Regions from separate parts of the Mus musculus genome. Here region 1 is linked to region 2. The links are chromatin contacts, called in public promoter capture Hi-C maps. All regions are on one chromosome and are shown on one strand. Each heading gives the region's core, a stretch centred on a gene start, on an enhancer-like site or on the middle of the called end of the contact. The rest is flanking DNA. Distances are from core to core; before and after follow the strand shown. Region 1 holds the start of 2810433D01Rik (RIKEN cDNA 2810433D01 gene). Region 2 holds the start of Mpp2 (membrane protein, palmitoylated 2 (MAGUK p55 subfamily member 2)).

Evidence for each region. Promoter capture Hi-C pulls out the DNA fragments that hold promoters and counts their contacts.
Region 1: a promoter capture Hi-C map of pre-B cells shows a contact between it and region 2, with 2.8 times the contacts expected there. The contact joins the promoter of 2810433D01Rik here to the promoter of Mpp2 in region 2. A contact is called at or near these places in 2 of 39 promoter capture datasets (the C10 cell line and pre-B cells).

Annotation. Positions count from the first base shown.
Region 1 is chr11:102,622,790-102,628,495 of GRCm38.p6, reverse strand. 2810433D01Rik (RIKEN cDNA 2810433D01 gene) reads left to right here and starts at 4,080. Exons shown (of 4, transcript NR_033474.1): 1 at 4,080-4,218.
Region 2 is chr11:102,085,810-102,091,536 of GRCm38.p6, reverse strand. It overlaps Mpp2 (membrane protein, palmitoylated 2 (MAGUK p55 subfamily member 2)), which reads left to right and starts at 3,022. Exons shown (of 13, transcript NM_016695.4): 1 at 3,022-3,117.

The sequences.
Region 1 (5,706 bases), core at 2,831-5,330, 540 kb before region 2:
ACCTGTAACCCCAGGACTTGAGAGGCCAAGGCAAGAGGATCAAGAATCCAAAGTCATCCTTAGCTATTTAGGGAGTATAACTATATATCCTTAGCTATGTTGTGAGTTTGAGGCCAGTCTAGATGACAGGAGACTCTATCTCAAAAACAAGTAATATATAAAATAAGATAAAATAAAAACAAGCCACCCAGGCAATTCCTCAGCATAGCAGAGTTTGAAATTCAGGACCATGGGGATAAAGACTGGTGGGAAGTATCCCAGGCTAGACCCATAAATGGGAGTTGAGCTCTTCACTCAAGCCGTCTCAAGGCCACTTTCTCCATCTCTGCAGCACCAGAGTGCTTTTCAGGTAGGTCCCCTCCATCTCTCTCTCTCTCTTTATTGTTTGAAAGAGGGTCTGCTTCATGGAGGCTGGCATCAGACTCACAGAGTAGATAAGGCTGGTCTTGAACCCCTGACCCTCCTGCTTCCAACTTCCAAATGCTGGAATTAAAGGTGTACACTGCCACACAGAGCTCTCTTGCAAGTCTTCTGGATGGAACCACGTAGAGGGGAAAGGAACCCGACTCCCTCAGGCCCTGCTTGCATCTGCTCTCACCGGTCTCTGTCTAGCCTCTAGGTCAGGGTGGGTGAAGAGCGTGCCTTGGCCCCAGCTTTGGGGGCAGGGAGCATCTCAGAATTGGTGGTGTTCAACTCTGTTTCCTGAACAACCCAGCTGTCCCTTCGGATCCATACGCTATCCCCAGCTCCTCAGCAACAAGCACACCCACCCAGCAGCTGCAGGAACCACCCAGCCTGGCCTGGCTTGTCCCAGGGTCCCCAAGCTCAAGGAAAGGGGATTTCAACCTTTGCTTCTGTGCCTGCCCCCTCCTCCACCTCCCCAAGGGAGACAGACCTACCGCAGCCTGCACCATGACATCTCTTCCTCTCCCTCACACACTTACCTAACAGGCCCTTACCTTGGTCAGGAGGACAGCCCGAATCCTCTCAAGCCCCCAACCTGTACCCCAAATCCCAACTGGCATCCCCAGCCAACAGCTCCTCCTTGGGTCCCAACCCACTATTACACCGAGTACCACCCACACTGTGAGTGGAACCTCATCACCACACAGGCCAAACAGCTGGCTGGACCACCTGCCTCAAGAGAGACCAAATGGAGGCAAAAGGAAGGCCAGCCATGGGGGAGGTTCTGAGAGAGAGAAAGCAGGATGAGAGGCCAGGAAGTCTAGGATATTTGAGCTTAAAGGGGTTTTAGGATTCAACTGGTAGCATCTTACCATTTTCTAGGCCCAGAGAGGTCGTGTTTTGCGCAATGTCACACAGCAAACTGGAGAGCGAAAACCTAATCCCTCAGTCCAATGCTCTGTCCACTGTCCTCCCTAGTGACAGGCACCGGGGTACCTGTGTCTAGAAAAGGGTCATTTTTCTGTTCCCCTACAATACAGAGGATCCTCTCTCTATAGTACATCATTTAGTCAGTGCCTCTAATCCCCAGCATCCGTGTTTGGGGAACAGAGAGGAAGGCATCAAAACCAGTCTTTAGAGAACCGGTTAGCTTTGAAGGATTAGCCTTACATAGCTGAAATCTCGACCCCTCATGGGAGTTGAGGAGGAGGGGGGCTGAAGCACGTGAGAGAGAAGGCTAGTGAGGGGCCCTGGGCAGCCATGGAGAGAGCTCTCTTCCTCACTGAGCCCTAAAACTTTGACCACGGCCACAGCTGCAGAGGCTTGTCTCCCCTTCCTGCTTTGGGACTTTGTAGTGCAAAACGTCTCCAGTGTCCAAAGGGTCCCTTCAAAATATCAGAGAATTTTCCATGAAGTGGGACAGGAACACCAAGGTTGGCTGTCACTGGGACAGAAAGAATTGGAATCCTGGGGATGAATGAGGAATGGGGACTTCTGTCCGAGGTTTCCCCAGTTATGCCTCCAAATGCCACCTGTCCTCTTCCCCACAGCCTCTCAGCTGAGTACTTCTTGTCTAAGAGTCTTCCACACTTGCATCCCAGATCACAAGGGCAATGGATTAATATAAGAACTGCTTGTTAAAGAAAGCTGGGAGCCAGGCATGGTGGCGCACGCCTTTAATCCCAGCACTTGGGAGGCAGAGGAAGGCCATTTCTGAGTTCGAGGCCAGCCTGGTCTACAAAGTGAGTTCCAGGACAGCCAGGGCTATACAGAGAAACCCTGTCTCGAAAAAACCAAAATAAATAAATAAATAAATAAAATAAAATAAAGAAAGCTGGGTTTCCGGGTGTGGCAATGCATGCCTTTAATCCCAGCACTTGGGAGGCAAGCAGATCTCAGTGAGTTCGAGGTCAGCATGGTCTACAGAGAGAGTTACAGGACAGCCATGGATGCGACACAGAGAACCCCTATCATGAAAATTCAAAGAAGAAGGAGGAGGAGGGAGAGGAGGAGGATGGAAGGGAAGAAGGAAGGAAGGAAGGAAGAGAGAGAGAGAGAAAGAGAGAAAGAAAGAAGGAAAGAAAGAAAGAAAGAAAGAAAGAAAGAAAGAAAGAAAGAAAGAAAGAAAGAAAGAAAACTGGGATTTAAAGTAGGCCTACATAATTCTGGAAGCCCAAGACCTGCCTTGGACATCATCTAATCTGTATAGGAGACAGAAGCTTTTCATTGGAAGAGAAATGCCATCTCTTCTAGACATACTTAATGTGAAGAGAAAGACATCATAGCCTCTGACCCAGCCAGCCCTCTACCCATTCCTGGCTTCCCAGTGGAGACAGAGAACATGCAGACACATGGGTGTGCATACACACACACACACACACAAACACACACACACACACTTGCATGAGTTTCTAACCTGCAAAGACTCATATACATGGAGTGCAATTGAACTGAACTAACAAACCACCTGCAGTTCTCCCTCACTGGAGATGTGACAGAGCTGACTGGGTGCCATAACTACAATGGGACCTCAGCTCTGCCCCATAAGACCTGCATTGCTGCCTTCCCAAGCATCGTCCCGAGACTGCTGATGTACGCACGCCTCCCCCTGCACACTCCCTAGCACCAGGCTCAAGCACATTTCCCATTGATACTTCATTTGTGTGTGCAACTGACCCAGCCCACACCCAACACGTACGAGCTGCCTAATGCCCAGCGTCCTCAGCGACCAGAGACTGGCGTGCAGTCATTTAAGCTTGACAGATGGCTCCATGCATGGATGCATAAACGGGCGACAAGCATGAACGAGAAGCTTAGCGTGGCTGGGGATAAAGCCAGGGGTGGAGGACTTATCTAGCATGCCCTGGCAATCCAGCCAAACAGCGAGATGCATAGGACAGACTATTCCAATTAGCATATGGGGAAGGGAGAATCAGAGACACGTGGTCTCACAGCTAACCAGTAGAGATGGAACCCTTGCCTGGATTTTTTTGACTTACAGCTTACCAATTTAGAATCAAACCCAGGCCCCTGTTATCCCAGCCTACACCCAAGAGTGCTATGTATGGCCAAGCAGATCATACACTGCACAATCCTCGAATGTACTCCTCCAGCTGGAGCCCCGGTAGATAGCAGTTCCTGGAGCTCTTGCGAGATGTCACCCTCTTGACTGTATGCAGACACCCTGCCTCCAGTCTCTTTCCTGAGCTGCTTTGTGAACACATTTCAAACAGTGGAGATATGAACCCCATACCCCCTTTCTCCACTACCCAGGATGCCAGCCAGAAAGAGCTCTTGAAAGGCAAGAGAGGGTGCTCCAGGAATATACAAAGTCCCTCTCAGGACCAGTAATGTCCCCTGCCTCTCCCAGTAAAAGCTCTTCTGTCAGACCTGGTCACGTCCCGTCCCCCCTACCCCCAGAGGCCTCTGACATTTGCCCACACCTGGCTCTATGATTATAGACATCAGTACTCTGAGATGGGAGGTGTAGATGTCCAGTCTCCTATCTGAGACACAACCACGCGGGGCCTGAGGGCTGGGGCCCACCTCTCCCAACAAAGCCCCCTCCCCCTTCACTCGTGTGCGGGGGCCCTGGCCCCACCCGGGGAACAAGGCTGGGATTAATAAGCGCCCAGCTCCCTCCCCTAATGGGCTCCAGCTGCACAAACATTCCCAGAATTCAGAGCCGGCTCTGTCTGGGGCGGCCCAGGCCTCAGCCCCAGCATTCCTGACCCCCTCCCCCCAAGCCTGGGACAGCTGCTCCGGAACTCAGCAACTGGCTGGGGATCGAATCCCAATTCAGCTTTTCCAGAGGTAGGGGGCACTGAGATGGCTGGGGCTGGGGCTGCTGGCTGGGGGTGGGAGCAAGGAGAAGGGAAGAGAGAAGGAACTTTAAGAGACTCCTCTGATCCTCACGGATCACGGCCCCTCCCCCCCGCACCTCTCCCCTCCTCCAGTGCTGAACGCTCTCTCAGCAGTAGGTATCAGGGGTCTGCACAGTGTTACCTAATTTGTCTCACCAGGCAGTGCCCTTGGCTGGCATGGCCCAGAAGGAGGTAGCAGCCTGTTCTGAGAGGAAAGATAAGCATCTGCCCTTATGTTTAATAAAGAGATCCGGCTGTGTCTTCTCAGACCCTGTGGCCAGGCAGGAACTTGTACAAACAGGTTCTTATCAAGAAGGTGAAAGAGGCCCAGGATGCAGTTGAGTAAAGTGCTTGCCTAACTGAGCAGAGGGCCTGAGTTTGACACTCCCTCCCTCACCCCAAAAAAGGGGGTGTGAAGATGCAGGGGGAGCAGTGAGGTGCATTTGGGGACCCAGGGACAGGAGTCCCAAGGGGACACAGGTATACTGTATTGATAATATAGACCTGTCTTCTTTCCACCTCTCGATCCAGGGCCAGAAGAAGTTGTGCGTGCGCCCTGTACCTGTCGCCCAAAGTTATGCTAGCTGTAGACAATGGTGAGGGTCCATCTAGGGAACTGGGGGACCACATAGGGACTAATGAAAGTATAGGTATGAGTGTGTGTGTGTGTGAGAGAGAGAGAGAGAGAGAGAGAGAGAGAGAGAGAGAGAGACTGCTCAGAAGTGTGTCTATGTTCCTGTTCCTCACACATTCCATAAATGAGTCAAGTACACACTCACCAGGGAAGGCTCCCTGTTGCCTACTGTCCTAGTTAGGGTTTTATTGCTATGAAGAGACACCATGACTACAGCAACTTTTTTTGTTTTGTTTTGTTTTGTTTTTTCGAGACAGGGTTTCTCTGTGTAGCCCTGGCTGTCCTGGAACTCACTTTGTAGACCAGGCTGGCCTTGAACTCAGAAATCTGCCTGCCTCTGCCTCCCAAGTGCTGGGATTAATGGCGTGTGCCACCACGCCCGGCTGACTACAGCAACTCTTCCAAAGGAAAACATTACATTGGGGCTAGCATACAGGTTCAGAGGTTTATTTAGTTCATTATTGTCATGGTGGAGCATGGCAATGGCAACAGGCAGACAGGGTGCTAGAGAAGGAGCTGAAAGCTCTACATCTGGGTGGGCAGGCAGCAGGAAGACAGAATGATAGTGAGCCTGGCTTGAGCTTCTGAACCTTCGAAGCTCACTCCCTATGACACACTTCCTCCAACAAGGCCACATCCCCCAATACTGTGCTTCCTGTGAATCTGTGGAGGCCATTTTCATTCAAACAACCACACCCATTATTACCCCAAGTCCTTGCCACTCTATGCTAAAGGGAAGCTAGGGAAGGAAGAGTGGGAAGAGAAGGATTGGGATGGGGAAGGGGAAGGGACACTGGCAGGAGG
Region 2 (5,727 bases), core at 1,773-4,272:
CCTGTCGGCATGTTTGTCGCATTGAGGCTCAGACTGGGGATGGTAACATAATATTTCCCACGTAAGGGGTGCACCCAGGACTATGCCAGGAAGTTCTTTGCAGTATGGAGAAACACATTGGAATTTTTATAGTTTCAAAATAATAACGCTTTAAGTTCTGTGTATATGTGAATTGCTTCTAAACACACAGATGTGAGTTCAGTAGTTCAGCTACAATGATTCATAAGAGAATCACCCCTTCCTTTTCTATTTACTTTTTAAAGACTTTAAAAATATATGTGTGTGTGTGTGTGTGTGTGTGTGTGAGAGAGAGAGAGAGAGAGTTTTGTCTGCATGTAAATCTGCATACTATACACACTGAAAGAGGACAGCAGATCCCATAGAACTAAGGTTATAGACAGGTACTAGGAATTAAACTCAGGACCACTGGAAGAGCAGCCAGTGCTCTTAACTGTTGAGTCATCTCTCCACTCTCTTTTTTCTTTTTTTCTTTTTCTTTTTTCTTTTGGTTTTTCGAGACAGGGTTTCTCTGTATAGCCCTGGCTGTCCTGGAACTCACTCTGTAGACCAGGCTAGCCTCGAACTCAGAAATCCGCCTGCCTCTGCCTCCCAAGTGCTGGGATTAAAGGCGTGCGTCACCACTTTTTTCTTATTTGTACACTGATGTCTCCAAACTTCTTTTTCCAGAGTGGTATAGCAAATAGAAAAGGTTTCCAGAAGAAGCTTTGGGGAGTTGCAGGTGTGTGTGTGTGTGTGTGTGTGTTCATGAATGTGGGTGAATAGACTGGGCTCCTGCTGGCCAACAGTGGGGTGATGGTTTTGGGTTTTGGTTTTGTTGTTGCTGTTTTTCTCTTTTTGTCTTGATTCTCAAAGCTGTGATCTGAACACCCACCACAAGAAAAAAAAAGTGTTTGGGGGCTGGAGAGATGGCTCAATTGTTAAGAGCACTGACTGCTCTTCCAGAGGTCCTGAGTTCAATTCCCAGCAACCACATGGTGGCTCACAACCATCTGTAATGGGATCCATTGCCCTCTTCTGGTGTGTCTGAAGATAGCTACAGTATATATATATATATGTGTGTGTGTGTGTGTGTGTATGTATGTATATATATGTATGTGTATATATATATATATATATATATAATTAATTTTAAAAAAGTATTTGAAGTAAAGCCTTGCCTGCACCCTTGTGACTTCTGAGAAAGACAGGTGTACTACAGACCAGCATCAGGAGCAAGCATTCTTCCCAGGGGCAGTGCAGCCCCTAGAACTACAGGGAGAGGAAGCTCGGTAGAGTCCAGAGCTGGGTAGGGACGGCTTTGTGCTCAGCTTCGAGCAATGTGTTAAAACATTTAACCACACCACTAGAATAGCATGTCTTCATGCTATGTGTCTCTAGGACACACCTCTTCCCAACCCTTGCCCCAGTATGTTAGGTTCACAGAAACCGGTGCCTCATTTTCAACAAACAGGAACATAGTAATCTTTGTTGATAAATGTTTCCATCCACTAATCTCACAGGACTATTGCAGGAAACTATCAATCAAATGTAAGGTGTGTGTGTGCATAGGTGGGGGGTCAGACTGTAAGAATAGTGAGTTGGAATACACTAGGTGGATTAGAACTTGAATCCCACTGTGTCCTTGGGATCCTGGATGCAGTAAGTTTGCTGTGAATTGCTATGGGGGGTAATATTTGAGAAGTTTTGGGAGGAATCAAGATTTCTCTCCCCCACCCAACTAAGTGCAAACAGATTCTCTAAGCAGAGGTGAGTGGGTAAGATCCAAGGGAGTCTCCGAGGAAGGAGACCTCTTGTCCTGAGTTTAATTAGGAAGATCTAGTTTGGAAGCCTTTTTCCTCAGACAGAAGCCTGTAGTTCCAACCACCACCATCTGGGGTCGCTACAAAACTTTCTCTTCTCTAAGGAATAAGAGACGTGGGCTACTTAACAGCCTTTAGCATTTTGACCCATCGCTGGCTTTTCCCTACACCAATTCCCAACTGCTTCCCTTTGCTAACAGGGTCGGCTGGGACCACATCTAGACATGAATCCTCAAGTCAATTCATTTTCGAGATTTCCAAGCAAGTTTCCAGGATCTTAGAAGCTCAGTTATAAGAGGAAGATATAAACGCCCCGCTCCCCACCGAGCGCCTATTCCATAGGGTAGCGGAGGGGTTAGGGGGCACCCAAGTCAGGGAAGGCCCCGGCTTGCACAGACTGAATGAAGGCTGTTTTCCACTTGGGGCCACCAATAGTCTGAGGCTGTGCAGTATCTTTTACTAGCAGGTCTGGGAGGAGCCAGAGGCTGAGCAAGGCGGGCTAGCGGGCTTAACCCTTTGCTTTCTTCGTTTTGCTGCCTGAAATAGAATCTAGGGCCTCTCCTGCACGTTCAACCCACCAATGGAGCCGGACGCCGTCACTACTTATTTGTTGAAACGGGATTTAGGAGGGAGAGACTGTTTCTTCTGCTCTTGTGCCTTAAACAGAGGCAAGGATCAACTTCCCGCGTCAAGGCTAAAATTAGGATCTTGGTCCCTTTCATGAAAAAACACAGTCCCACTCTCTTAAATTTTCTGTTTTTCTTCAAATTTTCTTAGAAGCAGGCATGTGCCGTATGACTATAACGCCACCCCCAGGCTTATCCCCTACCAGAGTTAGTGTCCTGATGTCCCCTTGCTTTTCCAAAACTGTGTTAGGAAAGGACAGACGAAGCGTTCAGGGGACTGGTACGCTGGACTAAGCGGTCCCGTTAAGGGGGGTGATCCCATCGCGCTCAGTTTCCCCCCCTTTCTTTTATTAAACATCATCGCCCTTTTAAAGAATTCCTACGCGCCAAGTAACACACGTTGGTCCTGCTCAGAGTTGGGGGTCGTGGGCTTTGCGGTGCCTGTTAACCACCACTTCCCCGCCCACCCGCCTGCTCCTGGGAGATTACTTTACAGTGGACCGTAGGTTGCCGCGTCCCTTCCGTGTCCCAGCCCTCTCCTTTCTGTCTCCGCCCCTTCGCTCCTAGGAGACCTTGCCGCTTTAAGAGCGCGGCTAGCGATTGACAAGCAATAACCGCGGAGCGCCGGGCTGCGCGGAATCGCCCCAAGCTAGGGGCTCCCCAAAACGCAGGTAGGTATTCCTAGGCCCCTGGGCCAGCACCCACCTCAGAACCCTTGCCTCCTTTTCGACCTATCACCTACACTTGGGGATCCTATTCTCCAGGTCCAAACTCCTGGGCCCCTTCCCCAAGTCGCCCCACTCCCTCTCCAGCTGCAGCACTGGGCTCTCTGTGTGTGATGCCGGTAGGGAGAACCGAACCCCTCATCCCAGGGATGCTGGTTCCCATGCCAGCGATGAGGGCTCCAGAGGGACACCGGACACAGAGACGCTGAGCTGAGAGGAGCACAGGTATTTGCGCGGCCTCTCCAGGGTCTGTGTTGGGTTGGGGGGGGGGGGGGACTTCGGATCCCGGCATTACGTAAGAGCCGTGCTACTGGCGTTTCCGGCCCTGGGGGAGCTAGACTAAGATTGTACTGGGTCCCTTGGCACCCTGCACCCCAAGAGACCAACACCTCAGTCATTCCTGAGAGAGGGTTCTGGAGAGGGGCGGTCTGCTAACCTAGAGTGCCAGGCCAGGTCCAGGAGGTTGCAGGGTTTTGGAGCCAGGGTTTAAGGTATGGGGATTCCAGAGGGAATCAGCACCAGAAGCAAGGAGCCAGGGTCAGAAAGTTAGGTCAACTAAGGGGTAGTGGGGAATGAAGACCTGGGGGACGTGGGGGGGGGCAGTCATTCAGTGACCTCATCCCCTAGTCCCGGCGGGCACGCAAGCAAAGAACCTTCTTTGATGGCTCGCAACACGCCCCCTCCTTCCTAGGTCCTAGCGCCCGGCGGGTTAGGGCTGAATTGAAGGGGCGGGGGCAATCTGATTGTGAGTGCGGGCACGTCCGCCGGCTCCCTAGACCCCATCCTCCAGTCCTCAGTTATCTACAGTTCTCCCCATAACCGTGTCCGGCTCCAAAGTGCCTTTGTCAGGCGTTCGTCTTTCGCACCTCTCTGAGTCTGCACCGATGGAGCGGGGGTGGGTGGGAGGATGGAGGAAATCTCTCTCTTTGAAGCTGGCGGGCTTCACCTACACACCCGGGGGACGGGGGTTGGATAGCTTGGTGGCGGATGTGCGTGTGGAGGTGGGAGTGGGAGGGCCTTAGGTTTAGGCTTTTGGGCGCCGTGATGCTGGTTTCGTGATGACTGGGCCCGGGGACCTTGGCACGGAACCAGGCTAGCTTGCCTGGCACTGCCGTTCTCCTGTGGGCACGGGCGGCCCCGCCCTCTCAGAGGCTTGGGTGGGGGTGGGGCAGAGCGAGCCGACGCCGTGGGAACCAACTCCTCAGGGAGCAGACCCAGGCTTACTGGGCAGGACTCCTGGGCCTAGGGTTTCACACAGGCTCCTCCCTGGCTCTTCCCCGTTTCCCTGCTCCAGGAAAAGAGGAACCACAGCAAGCACCTCTAGTGGGGAGTATGGCCCAAGGCCTGAGAAGCTGTCCCCTGCTCTCTAGGAATAAGGACATGGAGTTGACAGAGGGGACACTGGCGCTGGCACAGTGTAACCTGGACATTTCTTTTAACCAGTGGTGCTAGCGTGAAAGGGGTTCCCCTCATCTCTCTCTCTCTCTCTCTCTCTCTCTCTCTCTCTGCAAGTTCGATTTTTCTGGAAAAGATCCGGGAGGAAAGGGAATCGTATCCCTCACCTTTGTCATTTGGTTTCTGGAGCTGTCATTATCTTAGGCTTGGGAGAGGGAGAGGGAGAGGGAGAGGGAGAGCGAAGAGGAGGAGGAAGAGGAGAGAGAGAGAGAGAGAGAGAGAGAGAGAGAGAGAGAGAGAGAGAGAGAATTTTATTAAAACCTGTAGTTGCTCCTCTGAGAATTATTTTGGGTTGGAGAGGGGAGAGGCTGGGAGGGTGGAGTGGCCCTATGGCTCCCCGTGTGGTGGTGGTGGGGATGCATTTAGTCTTAAAGTGGGCACTGCCAGCTGCTTCCCCCTACTCCCCCACCCTTGCTGAGAGCCACTGCCTCCTGTTGTCATGGCAACTGGGGAATTAGGGTTTTATCCAGTAACACATGCCCAGGAAGGCAAGGGGAGAAAGAGTAGTGGGTCACCCTGTTCTCCTTTCCACGGAGGATGAAGGAGCCAAGCTTAGCTTGGGAGACCCGGGGATGGGGATGGGACTGCAAACTCCATGCCTGCTTCTGGCTGCTGCCCTTCACTTCTCCCTGTCCCAACTCCTGGTGGAGAGAGAGAGAGAGAGAGAGAGAGAGAGAGAGAGAGAGAGAGAGAGAGAGAGAGAGAGAGAGAGAAAGAGCAGGAAAGGAAATATCATTTCTGTCAGCTGGACACCAGTGTTTGTGAGGGCACCCTCACCCGAAGGTTCTAGGCCTGGGGCACAGCGGCAGGTAGCGGACCTCAAGGCTGCCCCCTTGGACTTTCCAGGCCTGGGAAACTTTCCAGTGTTTGCTCATATCCTCGACGTCATTCTCCTTCCAGCTAAAGAAAGAACCAGAAAAAATATTATGTTTGGTTTGTTTGTTTTTGACATGAGTTCTCTACTCTCTATGTTTCCCAGGCTGATATGGGTTCAGAGGACCCTTTCTGCCTTGGCCTGAGGGGCTGGTACCACAGCACAGGTGGGCATTGCCATGCCCAATGAGAAATACTTTTTGTGGGGACAGTGGTGCCCAGCACTCG